Regions from separate parts of the Sus scrofa genome. Here region 2 is linked to region 1. The links are chromatin contacts, called in public HiChIP or PLAC-seq maps. All regions are on one chromosome and are shown on one strand. The core of a region is the stretch at or near the end of the contact, and the rest is flanking DNA. Distances in the headings are between cores, read along the strand shown. Region 1 holds the start of ATP13A3 (probable cation-transporting ATPase 13A3). Region 2 has its middle 37 kb from the start of ATP13A3.

The links. HiChIP or PLAC-seq counts read pairs in DNA pulled down with a chosen protein or histone mark.
Region 2: a contact with region 1 is called in an H3K27ac HiChIP or PLAC-seq map of alveolar macrophages. The contact joins the enhancer-like site here to the promoter of ATP13A3 in region 1. A contact is called at or near these places in 7 of 47 Hi-C or Micro-C datasets (adipocytes, alveolar macrophages, embryonic fibroblasts and 3 more) and 2 of 2 datasets of contacts at active chromatin or transcription factors (alveolar macrophages and skeletal muscle).

The regions. Positions count from the first base shown.
Region 1 is chr13:131,474,424-131,477,675 of Sscrofa11.1, reverse strand. ATP13A3 (probable cation-transporting ATPase 13A3) reads left to right here and starts at 1,571. Exons shown (of 34, transcript XM_021070069.1): 1 at 1,571-1,692; 2 at 2,477-2,520.
Region 2 is chr13:131,511,840-131,514,902 of Sscrofa11.1, reverse strand. No RefSeq gene overlaps it. Among named protein-coding and RNA genes, the nearest start is that of ATP13A3, 37 kb to the right of the region's middle. Within about 2 kb of position 1,387, at least 21 of the 83 cell types and tissues checked have an H3K27ac peak or open chromatin away from gene starts, as enhancers often do. A contact at or near this core is called in alveolar macrophages and embryonic fibroblasts, where this site is marked.

The DNA.
Region 1 (3,252 bases), core at 322-2,821:
CAAACCGTGAGACTGAGCCCAGGGGTGGGGAAGAGAGAGCTGTAGATCCATCTCAGTCCAGTGCGTGGTCCAAGCCAAAGGGTGCGAGGAAGTGCTCGGAAACCGTCCAGCTCCAAACAACCTCGGGGGCCAGGAGCAGCGTGTTCCAGGCTCTCTATAAGGTGACATTGGTGACTTGACTTGGGATGTGTGCTGCTCCAAATGAGGTGTCACCAAGTGTCGCGTACCAAAGGTGGTAGCTCCCCCCATTCACCCCAAGAAGTGTCTTTAAATGCTATGAACCAGAGCCTGAATGCTCCCTGCCCCTGGCGAAGCGTGCCCAAGTGCAGTGCACCAGAGGTCGTGGTCTCCTCCTTTCTTACGCTTGAGCAGCTAGGAATTCTGTTAGCCGTAAGGTGAACGACAAAAAAATGGCCCTGCTCCAAGGTCACGGGCAAGGGAGTCTCAGCGCCAAAAGATGGCGGGCGCGTCATCGAAGGGTCTCCGCGAAAACCAGACTCGCGATTTGTACATCCGGCCGGGGCCCTGCTCAGAGATAAATCTTCTGCGGAGGGAAGTATTTAATTTACATCCAGCGCTGTCGGAAGGAACTCCTTACCGCTAGAAGCGGTGGAATGGAAGCGTGGGAACTTTCTCTTGGGTACACTTACTAGTCCTCCGCCCGAGGCCTGGCGCGCGGAGCCGGTGGTTAAAAGAGAATTACAGCTTTTTGCTTGTTTTTTTTTTTTTTTTTTTTTTTTTTGGATTGGGGAGGGGACTACTAAGGAATGAAAGGGACCTGGATTGGGAGCCACAATCTGGCTTCCTCTCTAGCATTTTCGTACAAGGTTCCTCCGTGACCTTGACTCTGGGCAAGTTAGGTTAGGCCCCTCGCAGGGACTTAGTTTCCCTCTTCATAAAATGCGGACTTGGACTGTGAGCTGGTATTTGCACGGCCAGGTTGGTAAATTCCACCTCCTACCGCCAAAAAAAATGCCGTTCTCGCTTAGTAACACCCCGCACCCCAACCTCGAGCCCCCCTGTAGTGCCCTCCCTCCCCCTTTCTTTTCTCCTCCCGCCTGGGGGTGAGGGAGCTAAAGGGGAGGTGGTGGGCGTGGCCCGAATCTCGGCCCGCCCACCCACCGGTCCCGCCCCTCCTGACGTCCCCTTTGCGCCCCTCCGCCCTCGGCGTTGGATGAGGCAATCACGTGACCTCACATCCGGCGCGGGAGTCCCGAGCTCCCCGTGAGCGCTCCCCCGCCCGCCTGCGGGCTCTCCCGGCAGAGCGATCCAGGCGCCACAGCGGAGGGGAGGGGGGTTCGCTACGTCGCTGGCGGCGAGAGGCCGTTTGGGAGTGCAGACCGCCCCCCTCCCCTGCCTGCCTTCCCTTGCCGCCCGCCCTTGTTCTCGCCCTGCTCCGGCTGCACGCCGCAGCCGCGCGCGCGCCGAGGAAGAGAGCGCGGACGCCCCTGCGCCCCGGCTCGGCCCGGGCCCCGCCGCGGCGCCTCCCTCCCCTAACCCCGAGCCGCAGCGCGCGGCGGCGGCGGCGCCTCGAGCTCGAGCGACCCGCGGCCGCCGGCGCTGGCCGAGGGCGATGGGGCTGGGCTGAGGCGAGGCGGCGGCGGCGACAGCGGCGGGCCCTGGCCCCGGCCCCCGCGGCCCTTTGGCTGCTCCGGCCGGGAGGCCGCCGAGGAGACAGCGCCGCGGCGCCCGGTGAGTGGTCCCGGCTTCCCCGGGGCGCTGGAAGGCAGGGTGAACGGAGCGTGTAGCCGGTGGGTGGAGGTGATGGGGGAGGTTGGAGGAGGTGAATGGTATTGTCGGGGGTGGCGGGTACCAGGTGAGCTCTCGGTCGGCCTCCTCGGGCCGGAATTGGGCATCACTTCTCCTGGAAGGCGTGTGTGCGGAGGGGAGCGCTAAGACTGCGGAATGTCTGTCTGGGACAGGTGAGGCGAGAAGGAGGGCTCCACGTTGTGGGTGTGAAGGCCTGGTTGGGTCACGCCACTTGGGAAGAAGGCGAGTGTGTGTTGGGATTTGGGAGTGGGACGGTCGTCCAGCCCTTTTAGAAAGTTCAGGAGATGGTGAGGTCGAAGGTAAGGTATTAGAAGGGAGCTTGGATGGGTTTGTACGAGTGCTGACTGAGGAATCTTGAATTCGTCCTTAGCCACGGAGTAGTAGAGCTCCTTGCCAATTACCGCATTAAGCTAAGTGAGGCCCAGAGAGGAAAAGTGACTTATGACTTATCTAAGGCCTCTCACTTTGACTCTGTGATAGAACTAGAAAAACCCAAGGCCCTGTCTTCCATTACTTCATGGCCACTCTCTTTATACCCTTTCCTTCTCCCCACACCATGTGCACAGTGCGGTTCTGGTGGATGTGTGATCTCTTTGGGGTGGGGGGAGTGGTGCTGAGGGAATCTAATTGGGGGTTGACAGTAATTCAGAGCTTCTCCATTTGGAAAGATTTTGTGACAGGTGTTTATCATTACCTCTTCCCATAGATCTGACAGAAACATCCTTGGATCTTGGTGTCTGGACATAGGAGGTATGAATCACTCACATAATTAACTACTTTTAATCATCAGTGTTTTAGAGCTATATTTAGCGGTTATATTAGTACAAAACGAATGGGTATGGAGTGGTAAACCTAGAAACAGAAACCTGTGTTTCCTACACATGATCCCAAACTAAATGAGTAGAACATTTGTGTATGTAATGACTATTTTAGCTCTATGAGTCAGGAAGTTAGAATTTTTAAGAAATCTAACAAATGCTGGAAGGTTAAAGATCATTGCAGAATGAACACTGTTCTGAAGGCTTTGTTGCTAAATTGAAGGTATTCTGATTGGAGATTGTCTTTTGAAGGGCAGTTACTTAGTTAAAAGTGCTCTCTGCCCTTGGTTTGAATTCATCCTCTTTACCAAGTCACATGTGTTAATTTTGTTTCACTGGAATATGTGTTGTATTTTGCTCTTAGGAGGATTGTTGCTTGGCCTAATAGGTTATAGTTGCCAAAATAAAGGTATATGGTCATCCCATTCTGGTGACCCTTTTTAAAGGCAAATCAGTTCCTGGAAGTTGCTTGAAATAGCAGGCCTATTAGTAATTGTTATGGAAGTTTGCTTTAGCTACTATCCTTGTTTTTGGTATTACCCACCATTAGATCAGGTGAGGCTGAAACAGCTAAGTGAGATTTTTGAACATTATCAGAACAACAAAGCCTGTTTGAGGTCAGGGAATTGGGTAGGAATAATGATGACATTGGTTGCTTTAATTT
Region 2 (3,063 bases), core at 138-2,637, 37 kb before region 1:
ATATTCATCAATTATGAAATGAAGTAATAGCTGCAGCTTTGATTTGACCCCTAGCATGGGAATTTTCATATGCTGCAGGTTCAGCGCTAATAAAAGTAAAAAAACAAACAAAAAAAAAAACCAAAAAAAAACAACCATGAAGTGAAGTAATAAGTTGTAGTACATCCTTACAATGGAATACGAGTCAGCAGTAAGCGTGAACTCTTGCTAGGTAACAGCATGAATGAATCTCAAAAGCATTATGCTAAGTGAACGGGGCCAGACTTAAGAGTATCTACTGTATGATTCCATTTATATGAAATTCTAGAAAAGCAAAAAAAAAAAAAAAAAAAAAAAAAGTTATACAAAACAGATCAGTGGTTGCCAGGGCCCAGAGGGTGAAGATATAGAATGACTGCAAATGGTTTTCAAATAACTTTTCCAAGTGATGAAAATGTTCTATTAATATCATGATTGCAGTGGTGGTTATGTGACCTTATATATTTGTTGATTCATCTGATTGTGCACTTAATGCTGGTAAATTTTATTGTATTTAAATTATACCTTGGAGTTCCTGTTGTGGCACAGTGGTTAACGAATCCGACTAGGAACCATGAGGTTGCGGGTTCGGTCCCTGCCCTTGCTCAGTGGGTTAACGATCCGGCGTTGCCGTGAGCTGTGGTGTAGGTTGCAGACGCGGCGCGGATCCCGTGTTGCTGTGGCTCTGGCGTAGGCTGGTGGCTTCGGCTCCAATTTGACCCCTAGCCTGGGAACCTCCATATGCCGCTGGAGTGGCCCAAGAAATGGCAAAAAGACAAAAATAAATAAATAAATAAATAAATAAATAAATAATACCTTAATAAAATTGATTCCGCCCCCCCAAAGGGGCTAACACATTTAGGATAATTTGCAATTTTTTCATTATCAGTTTTATGGACCTCTAGCTTCAGGACATATAGCTCTTTCTTCTTTTCATGAACAGTTACATAGAATTTCATTGTGTGGATGCCCTATAATCCCACAATGAATTTATTTAGTCCCATTTAGATGAGCATTTGGGCTATTTCCAATATTTTATTTTACAAGTAATGTTAATAGTCAACCTTATCATATACCTTTGCATACTTGAGCATTTTTATTGAAGGGATTCCTAAAAGGGGTATTGTTTTGTCAAAGGGTGTATACAACTAAAATTTTAGAAGTGCGTATCAAATTGCCCTAAAAAATAAGGTGGTGTCAACTTGCACTCTCACCAATGGTGAGTAAGAGTCCTGTGGTTGTTTCTAAGGGATTCTTTTTAAGCTTATTCACTTGTTCAGTTTCCCAGAGCCTTGTCATGCAGTCGATGTTTTCCTATCACAACCCCCACGGGATTTCTACAGCTCTTAGATTTGACCGTTGAGGGCTTGCTAGGGTTTGTAGAATGACGTAGTTATCTGATGACAATTCAATCAACAAGGCACGCATATGACAGGGAGAGACAGATATGAAAACAATACTACATAGCATGATAAATGGCATGGTACTTTTATAAGTACCATATACACTGATAATAATGAAGAGAGAGAAGATGATGATAATGGTAATAATAATAGCTAAAAATCATTGAGCACTTAGTATATACCAGAAAGTAGTCTAGGAACTACATATATACTTATTTACTCCTTACAACAATGCCCTGAAGTAGAAGCTATTTCTACTGTTCGCATTTTATAGACTCCATGGCTGTGGGTTGAAGGATGAATAGAGTTAACTAGATGTGAAATGAAATAGGGCAGAATGAAAAGTGTGTACAAAGGTACTAAGGCTGAAGAACGAAAGTCAATCCAGGGATCCTATGAGTAATACCAGATGGCTGACACCCAAAGGGGACAGGAAAAGGAGAAGCTGGAGAGAGTTCATGAGTGGGTGGATGTAGATGTTTCTCATTTCCTCTTGCTAAACACACATACACACACTGCATTTGGCTGTCCCTCATTTTACTAACCTGTGGTTTCTCGTGGAGTCTGGAGGAAGACTTCTCATTAGGAAACAATGCTTGGATTCAGACCCAAAAGTTGAGTAAGAGTCAACCAGACAAAGAAGAGGAACTGAGTGTTCAGGCAGAGGAGGCGGCATAAGATGCACTGGCTGGAGTGCTTAAGAAACTGACCGGTGCTGGAGATGGCAAGGTTTAGAGTGCTAAGCAGCAGGGAGCCATCAACGAGGCCAAAGAAGATGGCAGAGGCCAACTCATGTAGAGTTGGAGGCTACAGTAAGGTGTTCAAAATTTTTATTACAAAATCCATCAATGAAAAAGAAATAACCCAAAATCTACTCTAGGTAAACCCTGTCCTGGAAGCCAAGGGAGATGCAATGATGTTCACTGTCTTTAAGAAACTCAGAGACTAGCTAAAAAAGTGAGATATGAGCAAAGGTAAGGAAGCTTATCAATGATAAAGGGCCACGTATAACAAGGATAAATGTGAAACGTCAGAGTTTTGGGGAGGGAAACACCATTGGCTGGGGAGCTGGGATAGCAGGAGTAGGGGAAAAGAATGGAACCCTGAAGGGTGGTTGTCATGTGGAAGCAGCTAGGGAGACAGCCTTCCGTACAGGACATTCCAAGAATAAACAAATGAGATCTGTCCAACATATTTGGAAGAGACAGAGTAAGTCCTCATGGCCAAAGGGTGTGTATGTGCAGGGAATATGAGATAACCTTTAAAAAAAGGTGCGTACAGTCATATCAGGAAGCTTCCTACATTCAAGGCTAAGGAACTTGAGTTTAAATCTTTGTGGGGAGTTCCCTTCATGGCTCAGCAGTTAGCAATCCCGACTAGGATCCATGAGGATGGGGGTTCCATCCCTGACCTCGATCAATGGGTTAAGGATCTGGCGGCATTGCCATGAGCTGTGGTATAGGTCACAGATGTGGCTCAGATCCGGCCTTGTTGTGGTTGTGGTGTAGGCTGGCAGCTGTAGCTCCAATTCAACCCCTAGCCTGGGAATCTCCATATACTGCAGGTGCAGCTCTAAAAAGTAAAAGAAAAAAAAAAAGCAAAAAAAACCAAAAACAAAACCAAAAAAACCCCAAACAAAGCA